Linked DNA regions of Danio rerio: region 1 is linked to region 2. A link is a contact called in public Micro-C data. All regions are on one chromosome and are shown on one strand. Each heading gives the region's core, a stretch centred on a gene start, on an enhancer-like site or on the middle of the called end of the contact. The rest is flanking DNA. Distances are from core to core; before and after follow the strand shown. Region 1 overlaps col5a1 (procollagen, type V, alpha 1). Region 2 has its middle 26 kb from the start of cenpt.

Region 1 (6,606 bases), core at 695-3,194, 180 kb after region 2:
CTAAAGGTAACGATGATCAGAGTTCGTGCGTGTCTCACGTCTGCGACTCGTACTGTATCAGAGTCGCACAAGTCCACTGATTTACAAACTGTTTGCTCTCTGTTTGAACCCTTTAAAATATGCGTGTAGTTGTCCAAATGTCCTGCGACCGTTTTATAATGGACGCGTGCCCATACAAAAGGATTAAGCGAGACTCTGTGGTGTTTCTGTAGTAAAACTGCTGTTTACTGTTCCTGACAGCGAACTCCAATAATATCCAGCTGCAAACCCAACCGACTTTGGATTGATGTGTTTCAACAGATTTAGGGTGTTTTTAATGTATTTTACATTTCTTTTCTTATTTGTAATGGATATGAATAGTAGACTAATAGATGAATAGTAGTAGTCAGTCCAATTCAAAGCAGCAGTTTTTTTTTTTTTTTGACATCTCCTGTTGTCCTGTCAGGTTCATTTATTGAAGAAAAAGCCCAAATACTCCCACATACATATATATATATATATATATATATATATATATATATATATATATATATATATATATATATATATATATAGATATATATATATATATAGATATAGATATAGATATATATATATAGATAAATAAATAAATAAATAAATAAAAAAAAAAAAAAAAAAATATATATATATATATATATATATATATATATATATATATATATATATATATATATATAATTTATTTAATTTATTTAACTGTTTCAAGAGTTCACACTTAGCTGATGATTGATTATAAAGCTTGTTTGGCATGCTGTCCCGGGAGAGAGCCCTGAGCTTATTAGATCCTCGAGCCTGGGGCTCCCTCCCATTTGCAAGGCGAAAGGGGAGTTTGAGCTTAGGTAGATCTTGAGAACTCCCCTGCTGTAGTAGCTAGTGAACAGAAAGTGATTGCTCTTAAGAGATAACTATTTACTAGGAGCATGTCTTTGGTGCCGGTTTGAATAAGTCAATTAACTTAGGTTGCAAGCTTTTTTGACAGTGGGAGGAAACCGGAGAACCCAGGGGAAACCCACGTGAGCATGGGGAGAACGTGTAAACTCCACACAGAAACGTCGGTTGGCTTGGTAAGGACTAGAAATAGTGACGTTCTTGCTGTGAGGCAACAGTGCTAACCACTGGGCCACCGTGCCACCCATCTAGGAAAGGAGGGGGAGTAGGGGCGGAAGGGGGGATTCTCAAAATGAAGATGGCTGTTATATTGAACTCATAGTTTTTATAGTGGCTTAGGAATCGTCTGATTGGTGAATCGTAAATTAAATAATGCAGGGCCAGCTGCAAGCAATCATAAGCACTTGATACTCTCGAAATTAGTTTATAAATAAACTTCACCTATACTTCAGTGTCTTTTGCAATTGTACTTAATTGTACTGCAGTTATACTTCTTTATACTGCAGTTTTGCTTCAGTTTACTGCAGTTGTTTTCGTAAGGGAAGGTAAAAGTGCTTCTGCCACACTATGAGACCAGCTGAATGATTTCAAAAATTGTAAAAGTCATGAAATGAAATGAGTTTCAGCCGTAAAATAAGCCTATTTAAAGAAATAAAAAAACAGTGGAGAAAAGTTTACTACTCATCTTTTTTGAAGTAAAGTCAACTGATGTCTTTTCACAGTGTGTATGTAATTAGGAATGAATGAGCTGTCCCTGCACGAATGAAGGCGAACATGAAAGAAACATTTGAGCAGACGTTTCGGTTCAGCTATATTCCAAATCAAACTTTCCCGGCAAAAACACAGTCTAAACAGTTCGTCTGTCAATGCCGCAGTTGAGGAAACACAACCTGAACCCAACTGTAAACGTCATTATCATCAGACAGAGAAGTGAAAGTCGAGTTGAGTGATGGCAAAAGGCAGAAACGAAGGAGCGAATGCTGACGGATGAAAGGAACACAGGAAAAACGCAGCGGTAGACGCTTTTTAGAGCTGTTGATTTTGGCCCTGATCTTAAAGGCCTCCAGACGCTGCCACTGTGTGTGTGTCACTGGATGCTTCGGTTTCTGTGGTTGGTTTTTATTTTTTTTTTACATTTTGAGAATGGGCAGACATTGACTGTGTGTGTTTGTGTGTGTGTGTGTGTGTGTGTGTGTGTGTGTGTGTGTGTGTGTGTGTGTGTGTTTGCGAGCACATGCATGTGGCTTTTGTGGTCTTGACTTAAGTCTGATATTCTGTCGTTTTTGTGGTGTGCTTCATGCTGGTTCGTTAAAATGCTTTTGCGATCTTTCCTGCTGCGAGAGCTTGTGTTGTAATGCGGATCACATTTGGTCTGTTTCTCATGTCTTGGGCTTATGAGGTCATAAGCAGCTGGGATGATGTCATTTTTAAACAAACCTAATAAGCACAAGACCTCAAAGTCTTGAAAATAATGCGAGTTTGTGTGTGTGTTTGAATCTAACACAAGCTGTCACAAGAATGTGTCTGTATTATATGTTATTTAGTACAAGTGAACCATTTTTTGTCAGTCATAATTTTAATATTCAATTATTCGTTCATTCATTCATTCATTCATTCATTCATTCATTCATTCATTCATTCATTCATTCATTTTCTTTTGTCTTCATTATTTTCGTTAGACTAATTATCTCGGACAAACCCAGAACACCCAAACTCTGCAGTGCTTTTTAATTCTCCATAAATAAAACTTGTGCAGCAATGTTTTTTCAGCTTGACATCCTCTGAGAAAAAAGGGTTCCCTACCAATCTACATACCAGTTAATGTTTAGATTTCAAAACATATATGTAAATATTTATCAAAAATTCTGTAAATATGAATATGACTCTTCTATTTCGAACTGTGCAGTAGTGAGGGGTCGTTCATGAACGATTCGTTCATTTTGATTTCACATATTTGAATCTTCAATATGACTCGGGAACTACGAGTCCTCTCAGGGAGTGATTCGTTCATCCGTGCGTGCGCACATTTGTGCAGGTGGTATCGTTCATTTCAAGTCTTCATCACATTTCGAGTCGTTCATCGCGGAAAGGCAGAAGCCATCATACGCGTTTAGAGCCGGAAAAAGATTTGATCCGTTCATCTCTCGAGTCTTCTATCGGGTTTGAATCACTCGTTCATCACGGGCCAATCATACGCGTTTAGAGCCGGAAAAAGATTTGATCCGTTCATCTCTTGAGTCTTCTATCGGGTTTGAGTCACTCGTTCATCACGGGCCAATCATACGCGTTTAGAGCCGGAAAAAGATTTGATCCGTTCATCTCTCGAGTCTTTTATCGGGTCTGAGTCACTCGTTCATTATGGGCCAATCATATGCGTTTAGAGCCAAAAAAAGATTTGATCCGTTCATCTCTCGAGTCTTCTATCGGGTCTGAGTCACTCGTTCATCACGGGCCAATCATACACGTTTAGAGCCGGAAAAAGATTTGATTCGTTCATTTCTCGAGTCTTCTATCGGGTCTGAGTCACTCGTTCATCACGGGCCAATCATACGCGTTTAGAGCCGGAAAAAGTATTGAACCGCTCTTCTCTCGAGTCCTCGGGTTTGAGTCATTCTGTCACGTAAATAACGAATGACTCAAGACTTGAAAGGTGAACTAATTATCATGGCTCCTATCGGCTCAGATTGTGTACATTGGTTAAAATTATATGTGACTGCCAGTTTAATATGAACGAACCCCTGACATTAGAAGACATGAAGAGGTGAGCTGAGTAAAGAGACAAAAATGCCTTCATTGACAAACGAGCAGGTAAACATTGAAGTATCATTTTCTCCTTCTTATAGAATTCTTTTTTTGACTTATTTGTCGTGTGATCAACCTTTTGGGCTAGTTGTATCAGTGTTTGGAAGCAATTTGTAACATTTATTAACAATTTGCCAAATTGAACCAAATGAACGAAATGACTCGAAAAAAGATTTGTTCTTCTTGATCGAGATCCGAGTCAGTAAAATGATCCGAACTTCCCATCACTACTGTGCAGTGCTGTAGCTGCTTAAATTGGATAACTACGCTACCTTATTTCAATACTGGTCATAATGGTGGTACTTAGAGAGACTATTTTTTTCTGAGGTGGTACTTGGTGAAAAAAGTTTGAGAACCACTGGTCTATACTGGACATTATTTCTGTTAAGTGACAAGACTTTTGTTTAAGCAAAGTCAGCCCTTACTGTCCTAATTAAATAATTAAAAAAATCAAGACATGATCATATTGTATTTTGGTAAAATAAACATAATCTAGAGGCCTTTGCCTTTCCTATAAGCTACTTCTGATCGGAAATGATCAACTAGAAGTTTACATTTACATTTAGCAGAAGTTATTTATTGTTATTCCTAAAACTTGAATAGGCGACAAGGCTTTTGTCAGGTAGTGTATATGAGCATAATCATACAAATCTACACACATTTTGTACACACATATTTGTTCAATTAATATGCAATATCTGAAATATGTTTCCATGAAAGTGTCCGTACATGCAGTGTGTGAGAGAGAAAGTGTTGCATGTGTGTTCAAAATGGCAGGACAGAACAAGGAATCATGATGTTTTGGTGCACTGAGAGGAACGTGCTGTACTCTGGGCTTCCTACCAGAACAGTTTGGGATCATTCCTCTGTTCTTGCTCATTATTAGCTGTGCTGTCTGTCGCCCTCTCCTGTCCACTGCAGCCACGCCACACTCAAGCGAGAGAGAGAGAGAGAGAGAGAGAATGTATGTGTGTGGGTGAAAGAAAGAGAAAGAATGCGTGTGTGGGTGTGTGTGTGTGTGCCTTGTTTACATAATCTACACTATTTATACTTGTTATTATAATTAATAATAGATTTTGTCTTCTTTTTCCTTTTTTCTGCTGTTTTCTGTCATTTATTTTTCTTTTATATTTTTGGATTAATTTGATGATGTAAGCATATTCCATATTTTAAACATTTCTGTATCTCTGTGTGTTTGTGTGTATGTGTGTGTGTTTGTATGTGTGTGTGTGTGTGTGTGTGTGTGTGTGTGTGTGTGTGTGTGTGTGTGTGTGTGTGTGTGTGTGTGTGTGTGTGTGTGTGTGTGTGTGTGTGTGTGTGCGTGCGTGCGTGTGTGTGTGCGTGCGTGTGCATGCAAGTGAGACAAAGAGAAAGAGAGAAAGAGTGTATGTGTGTGTGTGTGAGAGAGAGTGCGAGTGTGTATGTGTGTATAAGAAAGCACCTCTAATGTGAGTGTGTGTGTGTGTGTGTGTGTGTGTGTGTGAGAGAGTGAGAGAGAGAAAGAGAGTGTGTGTGTGTGTGTGTGTGTGTGTGTGTGTGTGTGTGTGTGTGTGTGTGTGTGTGTGTGTGTGTGTGTGAGAGAGAGAGCGAAAGAGAGAGAGTGTGTGAGTGTGGAAAAGTGTGTGCATGTGTGTGTGATTTAGTGAATGAATGTGTGGTGTGTGTGTATGAAGGAGAGAGAGAGTGTGTGTGTGTGTGCGTGCGTGCATGTGCATGTGCATGTGCATGTGCGTGTGTGTGTGTGCGTGCGTGCGCGTGCGTGCGTGTGTGTGTGTGTGTGTGTGTGCAAGAGAGAGAAAGAGAGTGTATGAATGTGAGAAAGTGTGTGCATGTGTGTGTGAGTGATTGAGTGAGTAAGTAAGTGTGTGTGTGTGTGTGTGTGTGTGTGTGTGTGAAAGAGAGTGTATGCATGTGAGTTTGTGTGGTCAGGTGTGTGTGACAGAGAAAGGTAGAGAGTGTGTTTGTTTGTGTGCGTGAGTGTATGTGTGTGAGTTTATGTCTGTGCACTGTACGTGTGTGTATGCACGTGTGAAAAGTGAGAGAGTGTGTGTGTGTGTGTGTGTGTGTGTGTGTGTGTAATTGAGTGAACGAGCTATTAAGTTTGTGTGAAAGAGAGAGAGTGTGTTCATATGTGTGTTTGTGTGGTGTGTGTGTGTGACAAAGAAAGTGAGAGAGTGTTTGTGTGTGAGAGAGAGAGTGTGTGTGTATGAGTGCATATGCGTATATGTGTAGTGTGTGTGTAGAGTGTTTTGGCTGCGCTCGTCACCACAGGCAGCTGCTGAAGCGGTTAGCTTGGACTCCAGAGAGAGATGCGGGGAGTTTTTGGCGAAACAGACGCTCGTATTTCAAACCTGCTGACAGTGCAGTGTCTATTATTCTCTCTCTCTCTCTCCTTCTTTCTCTCTGCCCCACATTAATCTGATCAATTTCTCCCGGACACACACACAGTCCCAGAATAGCTCAGTACACCTCTGTCTCACTCCTCTTCTGTTTCTGCTTAACTCTTGTCTGTTTTCCCTTCTCTTGTCACACTATTACATTAATTCTGCATGTTTAAAGGCGCAGTTCACCCAAAACTGAAGATTCTGTCATCATTTACTCACCCTTCACCCTTTGTAAACCTGTTTGAGTCTCCCTCTTCTGTTGAACACAAAAGAAGATATTTTGAAAAATGTTGGAAACCGGTAACCGTTGGCTTCTTTTAGGTTTTCCTATGTCAGGTTGGCAGTTTGTAACATTGATTCATTCGTCTTCCTTTGGCTTAGTCCCTTATTTCTCAGGGGTCACCACTGCGGAATGAACCGCCAACTTTTCTGGCATATGTTTAACACAGTGGATGCCCTTCCAGCTGCAAAATAGTACTGCGAAACATTCATATACACTCTTATTCACACA
Region 2 (6,840 bases), core at 2,701-5,200:
TAACAGAATTTAAACTGAAGTCCTTGTCTTGTTTTGCATGATTGATTTCCAGAGGAAATGAGCTTTCCTCAATGATTAGCCTCAGAATAGTTCTTTGGAGAAATATACAGAACACAAATGTCCTCCTGAGACCCGCCCATTGACTTGTGTCCTCTGTAGTGGACATTGCGTTTTCATGAATTTTCAATGAATTTTTTGAGACACTGTCAAGTCCTGTTGTACTGTTCAGAGGACATCATGGGCTTTCTAGTGATATGTCATTTGATTGGCTGGCATGCTAGGAACCACTTCTTACACTGCATCCAAAATGGCCGACATACAAAAAAGCACATTTTATGAGAAGGAGAGAAGTGTGTAAAATTTAGCTTTTTAAATGTTTTTTTTTACTATTTGTATTAGATATTTATTTGTTTATTAAAGTGTCAGGAACAACACATTTAGCTTTCAAAGCTGTTAACTTGTTTGTGTTTCAAAATATCCTCCTTTTTTAAATGCCCACTATAGTGGACACCACGACCATCTTAATGTAATTAAAGACTGCATGTTGTAGGAGGCAGAACTGAAGCAGAGAGGATTCTTATAAAATAGTTGAGGGAGTTTCTGATTTAGAGTCTGACAGTCAGACAATTAGAAAATTAGAGAATGACAACCAGTTTTAAATCACTTTTATGTTAAATTTGTTTTGTGTTAACATCACTTTTTTGTTGTTTTTGATTTGTTTTATTGAGTTCGTCTCTCTTTCAGACTAAACTTTTTCAGGAATTTCAATACAAAATGAAAAAATGGCTTTTGTTTTGTTTTTGTTACATTAATATTGGATTATTATCCCTTTACAGCCATATCCTGTACAGTTTTGTTGTCTGAGTGGCGGTCGTTTACAAGTAAAATGGTCCTGTGGTCCACTATAGTGGACATGCTGTGAAATTAAAAATAAAAACCAAATGTAAAAATTCTAAATTGTAGGTTTTTTTAAACCCAAAGAATGTAGGAAATCACAAAAAAAGAAAAGGAAATAAATTTCTTCGGGTCTCAGGAGGATATTACATAGGGCTTTCATAAAATGATTTGATTCATCCTGGTTTGGAATAGAAATGGAGATTATTAATGATGCTCTGTGTACTGTAGATTTCCTTTTGTTTTTTTTTGCAAATCGTTTATCAAAAAAAAAACACAAACGTGAGTTTGCAATGACTTCTATTTTCTTTTGTAAACTTTAGATTTTTAATATAATTTTGTGTTAGTTCATCACTAAGTAAGTACTCAAACTAGACACAGTTGCATTGAACCATGTCGGGGCGCAACCGTCCCCGATGACCCGCTCTCATGAATTCAGTTTTTTTGTCTCCACTTCACTTCCTAATCTGCAATTGCCTCTCTGGATATACCACTAACTGTACTCAAAAAAAAAAAAAAAAAATAATAATAAATAAATAAATAAAAAATGTACTAATGCTTTCCTTCTTAGACTTTACACACCTGAAACTTGCCTATAGCATTTATTCATTGTTGCTCTTATAGTTGTGTAAATTGCTTGCTTGTCCTAATTTGTAAGTCGCTTTGGATAAAAGCGTCTGCTAAATGACTAAATGTAAATGTTTTTGGTCTTAATATTTTAATTTAAATAAATTTGAAAAAATGGTGGATTTCCATTTTTTCAAGTCGCAGAAGTTTAATTTAGGGCAGGAATTCTTAACCGGTAGGCCCCGGCCCACTAGTGGGCCTCAGCGATCCTGCAGGGGGACCGGAAAATTAACTCTTATTATTAAGGGTGTCTTGAGATGTCGTGACATTAAATCGGTAAAATTTAGGTAAAAAGTTGTCTTGTGAGTTGAGATGTTAGCATGATGGAGCGTGTGGGTGAAATTAGCCTTGAAGATTGGAAGCAGGATTGAATTTGAACGGGGTGGGTGTGACGTAACCGAATTTTTTCCCTCACCGGAGTTAGATGTGCAGAAAGCCGCATTATTGAAGTGCAGTACAGATATGTAAACGCCGCAATTAAACTATTACATTAATTGTAGGACTTCTAGCCGCATTTTGCGACAGGACAGTCCACACAGCTGATTGACAATATATTCACGGCGCGCGCACACATACTGCTGGAGACTTAACCAGTGTTGCCAACTATTTCCAAAAAAACTAGCTAAAGCCTGCCCAAAAAGTAGCTAAATGTTGCCTGATGACTTCACGCACTAATTTGCATATCAGTGACGTCATCACGTAGTATCTGACAAGCGTAAGCCTGTCATGTCTCTATTCTCTGAGGCACTGTTTATTACATCATATTAAAACATTACATCCAGATGCACAATTAATAGGTTCTTATTAACATATGCGTGATGACATCATTCCGTAATCGCAACTTAAATCTACATCTTTATGTAGTAAACAAAATAATGTTTTGTATAAAAGAAAGTTGCAAAAGTTTCATTTAGGGCATATTTGTGTATATAGTATTTCTGATGGTTTACTAAGATATGCTAGATCTTGTAGATTCCCAATCACTCCTGAAATGGGATTGTCAATGAATGGTTTGATAAGACAAAAAACAATTTAGGCGTAACGGTGGCACAGTGGTTAGCAATGTTGCCTCACAGCAAGAAGATTGCTGGTGCCAGCCCCTTCTGGGTCAATTGGCATTTCTGTGTGGAGTTTGCATGTTCTTCCTGTGTTGGAGTGGGTTTTCTCTGGGTGCTCCGGTTTCCCCCACAGTCCAAACATATGCGCTGTAGGTGAATTGAATGAGCCAAATTGACTGTAAGTGTATGAGTGTGCATGCAAGAGTGTATGGAAGTTTCCTAGTGGTGGGTTGCAGCTGGAAGGGCATTCACTGCGTAAAACGTATGCTGGATAAGTTGGCAGTTCATTATACTGTGGCGGCCCCCGATTAATAAAGGGACTAAGCTGAAAAGAAAGTGAATGAAAAAAACAATCTAGAAATCTTGTTTTTGCATGCTGTGTCCACCAGATGGCAGTCACACTCCACCAAGAGCAGTTTCACAGACAAAGATGTTGTTTCTGCACTTGTGTAAAACACACATTTTCAACATTTCATGCTGATTTATAAATAAACCATGTAAAATAGACATTTTAGTATTCTTCATATCAATTATAGACTATCACTAAGCCCAGGGGTGACCAATCTCCCTCCTGGAGGGCTGGTGTCCTGCAGATTTTAGCTCCAACTTGCTTCAACACACCTGCAAGGATGCTTATAGACTGCCTAGTAGGAGCTTGATTAGCTAGCCCAGTCTGTCTGATTGGGGTTGGAACTAAACTTTGCAGGACACCGCCCTCCAGGATCGAGTCTGGACATCCCTGACTAAGCCTATCATGACTAAATCTAGTAGAAATAAACGCTTCACTTAAGCTTAAAGTCAATGAGGCACAAAAGACCATGACATTTTATAAATACAGTATGGCTGAATGAAACTCATTTCCCATTCCAGTATACAGGAGTCAACATTTAACGTGAATAAAAACCTTCAAATTTGACGTCAAATGTTGAAGCCTCTATTCTTATTCACATATTTAATAGATGTATAAATTGCCCTTTTATTTGCAATCTATAACTGTTTTCTATCTTTTATTGAGCACTTTAATGAGATGCAAACTGTATTAAAGCGTGTGGTTTATGTTTATGTTTTAATCTTCTCCTTCAGCTTTTTTTCTTTTCTTTTCTAATGACTGCAGCAGACGTGTGTGTGTGTGTGTGTGTGTTTTACAAGGCGAAGTCTGTTTTTGAGATTTGCAGCTCCAGACAGACGATGGATTCCTGTTTCCTTCTAAAAACTCCTTCAGTATCTTTTGTCTTTATTTAGTGTCAGACTGGATCGAGATCCAAATCTTGCTATTCCAGATCCGGCTCTTGTTTCACATCGTTGTGGTGTCGCTATATATTGAGCCGAATATCCAGATGTTGGGTCCCTGTGGCCCTCTGGGGCCCCAAACCTCCTCCCGTTCTTCTTCTACATTCTCCACAGTATGAGTCAGCACTGCAGCGGCTCCAGCGGACTCCATCTATCATGTTGAGTTTCATTACAATGTAGCACTTAAACCAAACATTGCTTGAAAACGAACCTCTGACAAGCCAATCTGTTCTGTGTCTCCTTCATAAAACCACAAACGCGGGTCACAGAGCACAGCCGTCGCCAGAACCTTCACGTCATCTCCAAACGCATGACTCACGGGGTGAGAGATGATCCTCGATGTGGCAGGATCTGCTATAGCGAACACGTGTGTGTGTGTGTGTGTGTGTGTGTGTGTGTGTGAAATTAGCTGACTTGTTTAAGATGAGATTCCGAGAGCTGCTGTTGTGAAAGTGAACAACTGCATGAGCAAGACTCTTCTTAAAGGGATAGTTCACCTAAAAATGTAAAATTATGTCATTAGCTACAGTTAAAGTTAGCTCTCCTGAATTATTAGCCCCCCTGTGATTAAAAAAAAAAAATATGTGTATACATGTTATGCCGAGTTCAGACTGCATGATTTTCAAAGTAGTCGTGTCACAGATGTTTTCACACTGCATGACTATCTGGGCTTGCGTTTCGCTTGCGTTTTTTTTTTGCTTTGTTTACACTGCAAGATGAATCGGCGAAAGGGACTTTTACATTGTATGATTTTACTATAGGATGAATCGCCGACAACTTCATCCAAACTATGTCTCACAGCCAAAAACACGTAGTATATCTTTTGTTATTAACTACATAATGAGAAAGAAGCCTTTAATGGGGTAGAACATGTACATGTTTGCTCACCTGGGTTTAAAGGGAATTGGCCATTTCTCCTCAACGTTGATAAGAAACTAATTTCTTTCTGTATGAAATGTCAAACAGACACGGTTGCTCCTGAGTCCTGTCAAACCTCCACTAGTTTTTCCTCCATTTCGTGGGTCCAAATAAACCAAAAAAGAGCGGTTTTAACTTCTTTTAACTTTTAACTTCTCCCCCAGCCTCCCGCTGGCCTGCAGCAGGTATACACGCAAGCACACACAAGTGAAAGCCGCTCTCTCATTGGCTGTAGGCGATCGCTGATGTTATTTTCAGTCAAAACTCAATTCACACGGCATGATTTGAATCGCCGACAGCTCCAGATATTTAGCACGCCAAATATCTCACAGGCATCGGCGACTCATCGGCGATTCTCTCAGATCGCGTCTTTGATAGTTCATACTGTGTGATTGTCACTCACGTGCACGAGCACCGATTTGCCTGTGATTTCAGGCATTTGTCGGCGATTTCTCAAAACCTGTCGGCGAGCCAAAATCGGGGCTAAAATCATCCAGTCTGAACTCGGCATTAAAGTGCAATTTAAAGGCTTAATTAGGGTAATTAAGCAAGTGATTACACGCACAAAAAAAAATCTGTACAATAACAGTAAAATGGCTGTATAATTAAACAGATTTTTTCTGTTCTACATGTATTACGGGTGTTTTTCTGTTTATATACATTTTTGGATTGCATTATGGGAAGGAGATTGCAGCTCAGACAGCATTTGATGGACACCAGGACATATTCAGACTTGCGGAGTCTTAAAAGCATTGAAAAAGTCTTATGTTTAATAATCTCAAATTAAGGCCTTAATAGCCTTGTATGTGGTATACAAAGTCTTGGATTTCGTTACAAAGGATTTTTTTTTTGCCTTTCCTTGGATTAAAGATCAAACTTTGACAAAATGAACTGTTACTAATGTAATTTAAAAAATCATGCAGCATAACGTTGAGTGCATCTCTCGCTCCATGTCATAACAGAAAGTGCGTCACCCTAGCTTAGGCTACTATGGCGAGGGAGACGATCGCGAGTATTTACAACGCTCCAACTACTTAAAAACGCAGAAACTGATAAATTTCACTGCATGTGTTTTCTGGACAGTCTTTCACTGACACAGCAGAAGCTGCGATTGAGAGAATGAAAGTAAACTCTATTTCTCTCTCTCTCTCTCTTACTGTGGCCCATTTGACCTGCTGGCATGACTTTTGCTCTCCTCTCGGCTGATATAGCGATACTTGTGGATAGAGGCTTGCATTCCTTTGGCTGTAACGCAAGACCCGCGAGACCAGACCAGATTTCTTGTAGCGTGGAAATGCATATCTGAATAAGGAGCGGGTGAGCATGCGTGTGTGTGTGTGAATAAGAGAGAGCGTATGCTTGGTGCTTTGTGTCCATGTGTGTGTGTGTTTATACAGACAGCTTGTTACAGGTGTGTGTGTGGGTTTCTACACTTGTACATTATTTTCTAGGGTTAAAAATTTATACAGATTTTACATTTTTCCCTCATACTTCTGTCGGAACGGGTACGAAGTTGGCATTGAATTTCATTTGGACTGGTATTAAAAAGTTCTTAAAAAGCCTTGAATTTCATTTGGAGGATCTGGGGGTACCCGGATATTTCTTTCAGTTTTTCCCGGGTAAGTATGATTAATAAAAGAATATCACAATACTTTAGTTAAAAGGCTGCTTTATGACCTTTATATCATTAATTTTCTTGTCGGCTTAGTCCCTTTATTAATCTGAGGTCGCCACAGCGGAATGAACCGCCAACTTATCCAGCAAGTTTTTACGCAGCGGATGCCCTTCCAGCTGCAACCAATTTCTGGGAAACATCCACACACACATTCACACGCACTTATACACTATGGACAATTTAGCCTACCCAGTTCACCTTTAACGCATGTCTTTGGACTGTGGGTTAAACCGGAGCACCCAGAGGAAACCCTCGCGAAGGCAGGGAGAACATGCAAACTCCACACAGAAACGCCAACTGAACTGAGGTTCGAACCAGTGACCAAGTGACCCTCTTGCTGTGAGGCGACAGCACTACCTACTGCCTATATCATTATTT

What was found. A called contact is a pair of places that touch in the nucleus more often than the background predicts.
Region 1: a contact with region 2 is called in a Micro-C map of caudal fin, with 7 times the contacts expected there. The contact joins two enhancer-like sites. A contact is called at or near these places in 1 of 18 Hi-C or Micro-C datasets (caudal fin) and 1 of 4 datasets of contacts at active chromatin or transcription factors (caudal fin).

What each region holds. Positions count from the first base shown.
Region 1 is chr21:7,867,442-7,874,047 of GRCz12tu, forward strand. The region is part of intron 4 of col5a1 (procollagen, type V, alpha 1); the gene reads left to right. Among named protein-coding and RNA genes, the nearest start is that of col5a1, 86 kb to the left of the region's middle. Within about 2 kb of position 1,945, at least 5 of the 62 cell types and tissues checked have an H3K27ac peak or open chromatin away from gene starts, as enhancers often do. A contact at or near this core is called in caudal fin, where this site is marked.
Region 2 is chr21:7,683,836-7,690,675 of GRCz12tu, forward strand. No RefSeq gene overlaps it. Among named protein-coding and RNA genes, the nearest start is that of cenpt, 26 kb to the left of the region's middle. Within about 2 kb of position 3,951, at least 18 of the 62 cell types and tissues checked have an H3K27ac peak or open chromatin away from gene starts, as enhancers often do. A contact at or near this core is called in caudal fin, where this site is marked.